2 separate regions of the Mus musculus genome follow, and region 1 is linked to region 2. Evidence: chromatin contacts called from public Hi-C data. All regions are on one chromosome and are shown on one strand. The core of a region is the stretch at or near the end of the contact, and the rest is flanking DNA. Distances in the headings are between cores, read along the strand shown.

Region 1 (5,137 bases), core at 2,274-4,773, 150 kb after region 2:
CTCATCACCTGGAAGGACTTTTTCGAAGCATAATTGCTGTGTTTGTTAGAAAACTTCACCTGCTTTTTATCCACTGGTCTTTGTTTTTCCTAATAGAGATACACTTATGTCAACTATTCTATTCTTTCCAGTATTTGAACATGGCACTCATAATGACTTATGGCTATCAATGCTGCACACACTCCATGGGCAGCCCTTAATCCCCTAGACAATAGCAGGGTTCAAGGGTACAGACAGGTGCAAGGGATCTGGTTACCGACGACAGGAAGAAGAAGAGTAGTGCTGGTGATCTGGTCTTGATGGGGCTCATTGTGGATAGATCTGAAGTGTTTCAGAGCCTGCCAAATCCAACAAACAAGATTGCCTCTTATGAAAGATGTTCACTCTTGTGCCAACTGCCTGGAACTGCTATAAAGGACATTGGGAGATGGGAGGGGCTGAAATAAGGAATAATTTCAACCTCTCAGTTGAAATTGTGCACTGGGAAAGTTTGGGACCATGTTGTTTATAAACCACAAATCTCAGATCAAGTTGGCATAAGCAAGAAGGGGCATTTCCTGTCCCCTGCAGCATAGAGTGAAAGGATTCACTTTCTGTGAGGCTAATCCAAGACTTAAATGAAATTGTGGAAATTGTTCCTTAGGGTTTTTTTTTATTTGTTTGTTTATTTTTTTTCAGCTTTAGAATCTCATACATGCATATAGTTTGGTCCAGCTCCTACCCTTTGCCCCAACACTGTTCACTCCCAATTGTGTGTGTTCCTTTCTTACAAACTCACAGGGTCCTCTTTGGTGTTTTGAGAAGAGATTAAATTGTAGTTCAGAGTTATTGCAAAAATGTTACCTGTTGGAAGTAAGTAAGGAGTGAAGGGGAGGTAGAAGGAAGAGATATTTCTCAGAGCAAGACAAAAAGGGGGGAAGGGGACCATTTCCACCTTAGTATTTAGCACCAAACAACAAGGTTGACAACACCTGGATGATGAAATTTAAGAAAAAAGAGCAAACATAAGTAATGTTGTAGATCAGAAAGCTCTACTTCTAGTTGGCAAGGAGTGGAAATGGCTGATCAGCAAGGCAAAAGTTTGTCCAAACAATCAGGACTCCTCAGTTCCATAGTACCACACACATAACACTCCACATACTTGGATTATAGGAGGATTTGGGGACTTGGGGATAGACAGAGTCACGCTTAGGCATCTTACCCTGTCACATTTGTAGCTGTGGTATCCACAGGGAGTGTGTCTCAAAGGCATCCTGAGGTAGTTTCTAACCCCAGTTCTGTCCCTTGCTCGGTTATGTGATTCCTCAGGTCCTCATCCCTCACTGTTGGATTTCTTCTAAACACACACACACACACACACACACACACACACACACACACACACACACACGTGTGTAAGGTATGCATATACGCCAGGGTGTTGTCCTTTAGAGTTGCCCACCTTGGTCAGAATGTTTTGTTTTTGAGACAGGTTCTCTCACTGCTAAGGAACTCACCAAGGAAGCTAGGTTGGTTGCTTAGTGAACCCAGGTCCTCTCTCTACTTCCTGACCTGCCATCAGCCTCTAGCCCCAGAGAGAGAGAAAGAGTAAAATTGCCAGAAACCATCAGCTTTTGGCTCCAATCACTTGATGTCTTATCCTTGCTACTTTCCTTGGGTACTTGGCTGCCAGGAGGTATCTCTCCAGCATCGGGAATGCAAGTGTGAAAGTACATTCTATCATACCCAGATGGTGTGTGTGTGTGTGTGTGTGTGTGTGTGTGTGTGCACATGTGCACACATGAGTGGGCCCACATGCATGTGTATATGAGACCCTCCCTGCCTTGCTTTTTAAGACATTGTGTGTTAGCATTCCTTCTAGGCTCTGTCCACAGTTACCTGGCAACAACAGCCAGGTATGCCTGACTCACTCTAAAAGGGACTGCTTGCCACCTCCTCTCTCTCTTGCTCTCTTACATTCTTCCATCTCTGTTCCTTCTTTCCCCATTCTCCTTTCCCCATCTTGCTCTGTATGTCCATGACCAGACACTACTCTTCTCTCTCTGTCTCCCTCTCCCTCTTCTTCTCCACCCCCCCCCCACCTCTGCCTTGTCTCTACTACCCCTTCAACTCCCCTCCCCATGCCCTAAATAAACTCTATTCTATAGTGTACCTTTGTGTGGCTGGTACCTCTGGGGGAAGGGATGCCTCAGCATGGGCCCACAGAGTCACCTCCTTCCCCGGCACCATACCACACCTCCACCAAACATAATCCTGGCTTCCTCTTCTTTTTAATAAAACACAACACTGTGTCTGCTGAAACTGGAACTAGATTGACTTGTCAATAAACCCCAGAGATCTTCCTGTCTCTGTCCCGCAAATACTGAAATTACAGATGGCTGCCTCCATACCCAGACTTACTTGGGTGCTAGGGATCTGAGTTCAGGTTCTCCCACGTATGCACCAAGCAGTTAACCCATTGGGTGCTCTTCCCAGCCTCTGAAAAACACATCTTAAGGAAAGGACAGACAAGTAATTTTGAAAAGAGAGCAAGAGAATCCATATGACATGAAATTGGAGAGGGAATACTAGGGGGAAGGAGGGGACGAGAGGGTGAGGGAAGGGGAAGGGAGAGGCAAGGGATATGGAGGAATCCACTAAAACAGACATTTTATGAAAATATCATAATGAAATATTTTATATGCTAGTTAAAAGAATAAACAACAACAAAACCTAGGGGCTGTAGGAGTTTAGCCTGGGCAGTATGATAAAGATCAGTCAAAGCTCTCCTCCTACTGCCTACCCCAGTGCCTGGCACACAGAATTCATTCAGTGAAGGTGAGGAGTCCTCCCTCTACTCCCTGTTATGAGGTCAGTGGTCTTGCTTTGGTTTGGCTAACATGAACTTCTAGTGAATGATCAAATGCACAGAATCTGACCCAAGGTCTCTTATCACATGCGCAGGAATGACAGGATCACGACTTGTCTAGAAAAAAAAAAAACAGATTATAGGCTAAGTGATGGCTTGCCTTGGGGAACAGACAGACTCAGCTCTTTTCCTAGCACAGAGGTAGCTTCAGGATTCAACTCCAAGCCTCAGTTTCCCTATTTACCAACACTTGCAGGACTATCAGACAAGCATGAAGAATTGAGGCATTGAGTTTAATATCATGGCCAGGCCTTGGACAATGTCCATGAGAAATAATGACAGAAGGAACCACACTCATTTTTGTTAGTGGCCTACAAGGCTGCTTCATGTCCTGCACACCAAGATCTCTGATGGAATCTCAGTTATATCTTGGGGGTGATGTTAGTTACATGATAAACTTGCTTTACCATATGGGCCTCCTTAGTCATCCTTGTTAACTGGTTGGAATGTGACACGAGAGTCCATTTGCCTGCTGGGTGCCTTTTAAAGAAGGGGGCCTGGACTTCATTCTACTGGTGATTTATTTAAAAATGCCTGCAAGCGAGGAGACGTGAAATGTTCTGCAGAGTCTGTGTCCGCGTCTTGTCCCAGAGTGATCCTGTGGCTGTTCGTTTGCTGTTTACGGGGCACGACTGCCTAATTTATAGACTCTGAAGAAACAAGCAGGCTTTTGGATTGCCTAATATAGTTTTTAATGCAGCCATAAATTCAGGGCCATTTATAGAACATCATGCCTCAAAATGCTCTCCTCAGCTCTGTTACCTAGGAGGAGAAAGTGAGGCTTTTGCTCTATCACGCTAAAAACCAGAAAAATGTCAAAAGAAAAACCTGTCGAATGGCACTGAGTTCATAGAGTTGTATGTGAGCTTCGGTCTGGAGCAACACTCAGAAAGTCCAATTTTCTCTTAAAATATCTGTTTGTTTCCCAGCACAGAAGATGACTTGGAGACTGTTGGGAATATTTTCCCAGAAGAACTTGATTCTACTCTCATGTCCCCAAAATATTCCTCTGTTCTTAAAAGAATTTTTGCAATCACACAGCTGCTATAAAGTAGCAAGTGACATCTGACCTACATACATACATATATATATTTTTTCCATAACATCAAAGCTGTTTAATTACCTTAATTCTTCTCTGGAGTCTAACTTTCTCAAGTTTTTGTTTGTTTGTTTGTTTGTTTTTGTTTTTGTTTTTTAAGTCTGAACTTAGAGATAAAACAGTAACAACCAGGCATCCTCAGGGACCCACACTTTCTTGGGTGTTGCTCTTCTGTTGCTTTCTGAGGTGAGTGCTTTTATCACCTTAGGAAGTTTCAGAGAAAGGTCCCCTTTCTTCTGCCTCTTCCTGTCCTCCCCATCGACCCGGCCCCCACCTTATTTCTATTTTTCCTTGAACGTGGTGACTAGTTCCAGGCCTGCTTGTGTCAAGACAAGATACTGTTGTTAGAAAAATGAACTGGGGGTCATGCATTTATCTCTGTCTCTTTGCCTCCTCTGCAGAATCCAGAGCAAGACAAATTATGGATGACCCGCCTTTATCTGAGCCGAGCTGGAATGGAGATAAATGCCTTGGAAGGCGGGGCGAAGAGAAACAGAACTGTGTTAGAAAAACAGTTTGATGGAGGTAGTGGCAGGGGGTGGGGTGGGGGCCTGTGTGTTGCATTGAGTTTTATAATTGGCACCACGGAAGGGGTTCTAGAAGCAATCTACTGGCACTCCACCTTGGCATGGAAGCAGTGAGGTGGGAGGAAAGTGTAAATTCCTGTCATTTTCTTGTTACCTTAGGAGGTTTAGGGCCATAGAACACAGGTCAAGCATGTGGGGGTCTGAGTTCAGGCAGCTTGGTTTGAGTCTTGCTTGTGTTCAGAAACGAGTTCAGGAGTATTCCCTGCTTTATCTTATGCCAGATTCAGTGTATCTGGTTTTATGTTGAAGTCCTTGATTCTTTTGGAGTTGAGTTTTGTGTGGGGTGATAAGTATAGAACTATAGTTTTCTACAAGCAGGCATTCAGTTTGACCAGCACCATTTGTTGGAGATGCTGTCATTTTTTCAGGGTATATTCCTGACTCTATTATCAAAAATCAGTCTTATGTGTATAAATTTAAGTCTGAGTCTTTAAGTCAATTCCATTGATCAACATGTCTGTTTTGTGCTAATATCATGCAGATTTTATTACTATTGCTCTGTAGTACAGTTTGAGGCCAGGTATGGTGACACCTTCAGCAGTT
Region 2 (4,452 bases), core at 1,698-4,197:
TCAGCCAGGGGACTGGAGATGGAGTTCTGGGCAGAAAATGGGAAAGAAAGAGGAACAGACAGGAGTAGCATCAGCATTCAGGCAGATAGACATGCACTACCATGGTAAGGAAAGCAACCACAGTCCTGAATGAAACACAGCAAGCTGTAAAAGGGGGCTTGGGCACAAGGCCATGCTTGGGAAGAGAAGGAGAAACCAGCAAAGGGGTGCTTCCTGCTGGGAAATGCAGAGCAGAATCTTAAAGGGATATGTACTGAATGGGGAGGTGTGTTGACTTTTGGGACCACGATGAGGAAACATCAAAAGGGGCCTGAGCATGCTCTGCTTCTTCGTTAGACATAGGCTCAGTGCGTTCCAGGTACAGCCCCACACCTCGCACGGGTAGCAAGACATGGGACTATTTTCACAAAGTGGTGATACTTCCAGCTTTGGCAGAAAGCCTGAGTCTAGGCGTGTCCTCAAGGGACAGCAGCCAGTTAGAGATGCTGTGGGAATCAAACGAGGGATCTTGGCAGGAAAGAATTGAGAACTTCTCACATCTCAAGGGGAGAAGGCTCCAGGGACCCACTGTCAACGTATTTTCTTCCTGAGTAGACTCTACCTCGGCTGCGCCTCCTTCTAGCCTTGTTCAGCCAAGGATGAGACTTTTGCCTTCTGAACAAGTTTAGAGCCAGAGCCCGGACTGTCCTTCCCCCACTCCCCATGCCTAATAATTCTTATTTCTAAGAAGCAGAGATCAGCTGACCAAAGCTTTGCCAAGCTTCCAAGGATCAAAATGTGCACTTGGGAGGGGTGCGTGGTCAGATGGCGCCAGATGAAAAAGATGCTGGGCTCACTCGCTGCTTTGTGGTCTCTGAGTTGCCTCCAGCACAGCAGAGCAGAATCAAGACCTCCACCCTATGACCTAAAAACAAACCAATCTCTACAAAACATATTCAGTCCTGTGCAAGACGCTAGCGGGGAGAGGCGCAGATCCTAGTGAGACTGACACATCTCCCAGGCTGTGGGGACACCATCTAGTAATCTATCCTGCTACTCCTATGCCGCCTCATCAGACCTGCTAAGGACAAAGATGATATTAACCAACCCGACTCTCTAGCTGGGGCTGCCATTCAGGAGAAGCCTCTCCCAGGTTTGGAAAATAAATGTCCCCCCCCCCCCCCAGTAAGGGCAGCTTGAAGAATTGGCTAAATACACATCTCTACATTCATTCTAAGATTTAAGACTTATACACAGAGGGCAGGGACTAAGATCTATGGTTAAAGAGTCAAACCTGGCCTTCTGGCCATTTTGGTTTTTTTTTAATGAGGCTTGTGAGCTTTTAAGTGACCAAAATGATCCTACTTTGTGATGTATGAAAGTCTATGAAATTCAAATTTCTGTTTTCCAGAAATAAAGTTTTGATTGGAACACAGCCACACCCACTTGTTTTTAGTTTTGTCAAAGGCTCTTTTTTTTTTCCTTCGCTGGGAGAGCCAAGAAACTGTGACAGTCTAGTAATAGCTCCCGACCCGAAATGTCCACTCTCTGACCTTCTGAAAACACTGATCGCCAGCCTAGAGGACTAGCAAACAAGGCACTCACGAGGTATGCACCCAGCCACCCGCTCTGATGGAGAGTCAGTTTAGATTTAACTTTAAACACTCCGATTACTGCTACATCAATGCGAGGCTTTTAAACTCACCACAGTGATATGCCAGCATGTTCTACAGTTAAATGCACATTCAGGAAGGCTCAGATTTCTCACTACCCTGTAACCAGGCCCAAAACGTTCTCTATCCCCTCAGCCTCAGTCTCTGCAGCAACAAAATGGACTTTGCAGGAGGGCCAGTTTTCAGAGAGTTTGAGAATTAAACAGTTCGGTGAAATCTGACCTCTTTTGTTTTCTGAGACCTGTTATTCATTCAGGTTCTTTGTCTAGTTTTACATTTAGTCTTGCAACTGGATGGACAGATTTTTCCCTTCTCAGGATAGAGTTACTTGGTGATGGTGGTGGTAGTGGTGGTGGTGATGTTAGCCCTTCCTTAGTAAAAACTAGGGGAACAGAAATTTGTGGCTGCGTCATGTCCATACCGTACTCCCCCACACAGTCAGCACAGAGGCACAACACAGTATCTCAAACCAAATGCCTGGTGCTTTACTCGGAAACTTTACCTCTTAATGTGGTATCCGGCATCGAGCAAGTATCTGTATTGTAGAAATGTACTGACTGTCATCTCAGAACGCTGTCACTGTCTGTGGAGGGTGATACCCACCTAAGGAAGATAGGCTCTTTGGAATTTGCATCGGAGATGAATTACTTCTGTAAGGCCACAGCTTTTATAGTTAATGATATAACTTGAAGCATGCTACTTTGGGACCCAAGTGTTAACTATGAATTCACTCACACCCTCAGTGGTATGCGTCTAAATGAAAGGTAGGTCTCAGGAAAGCACACAATGTCCTAGCTAATGAGATATGACAAGAAAATAAAGGTAGAGATAGCTGATGAGAAGGAATTCTTATTATTTAGAGGGGACATGATAGGGTATTCCCAAAGAGCTTTATACAAAAACAAAACAAAAACAAACAAACAAACAAACAAAAAACAGATGAAGCTATTTTAAAAGTTATCAATAACAACATCTGCTCACACATGTTCATATATCCATATATGTATTCATATATAGGCATAATGCACACTCACACATAAAAAGCATCAAGTAGCAAATAAAATATGTGGTGATTCCTTGCCAGGAGAAAAAGCCCACGTTTTTTTCCCCAAGGAGCATGGGAAATGGGATGGAAGAAAATGGATCAGAGCACTTCAAATAACTGAAAGCTAGGAGTGCAGAAACGGAGCAGCTGGTGAAAGGTCCAGAGTGCAGTATGGTGATCTAGCGTAGAGATGAGAGCCTTCAAACAGACCTCGGCCCCAGTACAGCGCAGCAGGCGACACAAATCCCCCCCTCATTCAGTACTGCTGGTGAGTGCTTTCTGGAAGCTGTTTCCATTTAGGAGCAAACAGATTCAACTGGCAGAAAGGAAGCAGAAAGCTTTTGGGAAAGCAGCAGGAAATGAATGGGGGGGTGCATTCGCTGAGACCTGGGAAAGGGTCCAGAGCGTGCTTGTAAAAGGAGTTGGGGAGTCTGGGAGCCAATTTCCCAAATTTACAATTTGGAGATGGAGGGAAGTTCAATACCGTGAAGGAATTCTCATTCGCAAATACAGAGGGCTTGCTTGCTCTTCTTGGAGACTGCGCCTGTCATCAGACACTTGTGTTCTGGGTGTATGGGAAACTTTCGGACTCGAAGGTCTGGGTTTTACTTTACTATATCATCTTGCAAAAAGGAAAACGGGACACGATAGACGTGACCATCCTCTTAACATAGTTAAACTCATAGGTGTATCAAAGAAGAGTGGAGGCTGAAAGTCTAGCTGACAGAACTTAGAGAGAAAAAAATCGTCTATGTAGCCAATACATAATTCCTTTCCCCAAAAGAATTTTTTAAAAACAGATGTTTAAAAACTATAATAATTCTAAGTACCTTCAGCCCTGTAGGAAATTACAAAGAGAGTTTGAATTACCTTTGATAAACAAATTAGCCCCTTACAATCCATAGAGCTTAGAAAAAGCTATGGCCATTGGGACAGCTCTGACCCCTGTAGCCACTCACTGTAGTGAGCCTTGCAGAGAGTTTGTAGCCAGGTGCATCCTCCAGGCTCAGAAAAGGTCTGTATTCAAATGAGAGAGAAGCGGGCTTCCCAGTGATGCTTTGATGTGAGATCAGCCATTTCTAATAAAAGCCCCCCCCCCCCAGACGGGGTTACAGAGCAGAAATCTATATTTAGAAGGATATGTTTACACTGGCAAGCTTCCTGTTTAATTAATTTCCATTTATAAAGGAATAGCGGAGATTGGTGGCATTGTTAACCAGGCATGCAAATTAAAAGGGGACATAATCCTACTGTGCATTTTGGGAAAACAGCCAGTGTGTCTCAGGATGCAAAATGCACCACAGACAGTTCAGAGTTGTTTCTTTAAGGATATAGGTAGTATTCTTTCTAAAAGTTTAAAAAATAATGCCTCAGGCTGCGGAGACCCTTCTGTTGATAGAGTGCTTTTCACGCACAACTTGCATCTGATCCCTCGAATCCATGGAAAACCAGAATCAAAACAAAGCAAAGTGAAGGGCATGGTAGCCATGCTGGTAACCCTAGGGCAGGAGAGGTAGAGACAGGGGGAGCCCTGGAACTCTGGTTAGTGAGTGGAGCCAAATCAGAAAGCTCCAGGGCCTAGTGATAGGATAAAAACCAAGGAGAATAGAGTCTAATGGAGGACACCCATGGATGTTATTTAGACTCCATATGTATACAAGTGTCACATATGAACCTGTATATGTAAGTTTGCATGTATACACACACAGACACACACACACACACATACAGAGAGAGAGAGAGAGAGAGAGAGAG

The links. A called contact is a pair of places that touch in the nucleus more often than the background predicts.
Region 1: a contact with region 2 is called in a Hi-C map of embryonic limb bud, with 1.6 times the contacts expected there. The contact joins two enhancer-like sites. A contact is called at or near these places in 2 of 484 Hi-C or Micro-C datasets (embryonic limb bud and reprogramming fibroblasts) and 2 of 115 datasets of contacts at active chromatin or transcription factors (both in embryonic stem cells).

What each region holds. Positions count from the first base shown.
Region 1 is chr6:101,429,603-101,434,739 of GRCm38.p6, forward strand. No RefSeq gene overlaps it. Among named protein-coding and RNA genes, the nearest start is that of Pdzrn3, 54 kb to the left of the region's middle. Within about 2 kb of position 3,524, at least 9 of the 459 cell types and tissues checked have an H3K27ac peak or open chromatin away from gene starts, as enhancers often do. A contact at or near this core is called in embryonic limb bud, where this site is marked.
Region 2 is chr6:101,277,999-101,282,450 of GRCm38.p6, forward strand. All of the region lies in intron 3 of Pdzrn3 (PDZ domain containing RING finger 3), which reads right to left. All of the region lies in intron 1 of Gm33934 (predicted gene, 33934), which reads left to right. Among named protein-coding and RNA genes, the nearest start is that of Gm33934, 8.3 kb to the left of the region's middle. Within about 2 kb of position 2,948, at least 19 of the 459 cell types and tissues checked have an H3K27ac peak or open chromatin away from gene starts, as enhancers often do. A contact at or near this core is called in embryonic limb bud, where this site is marked.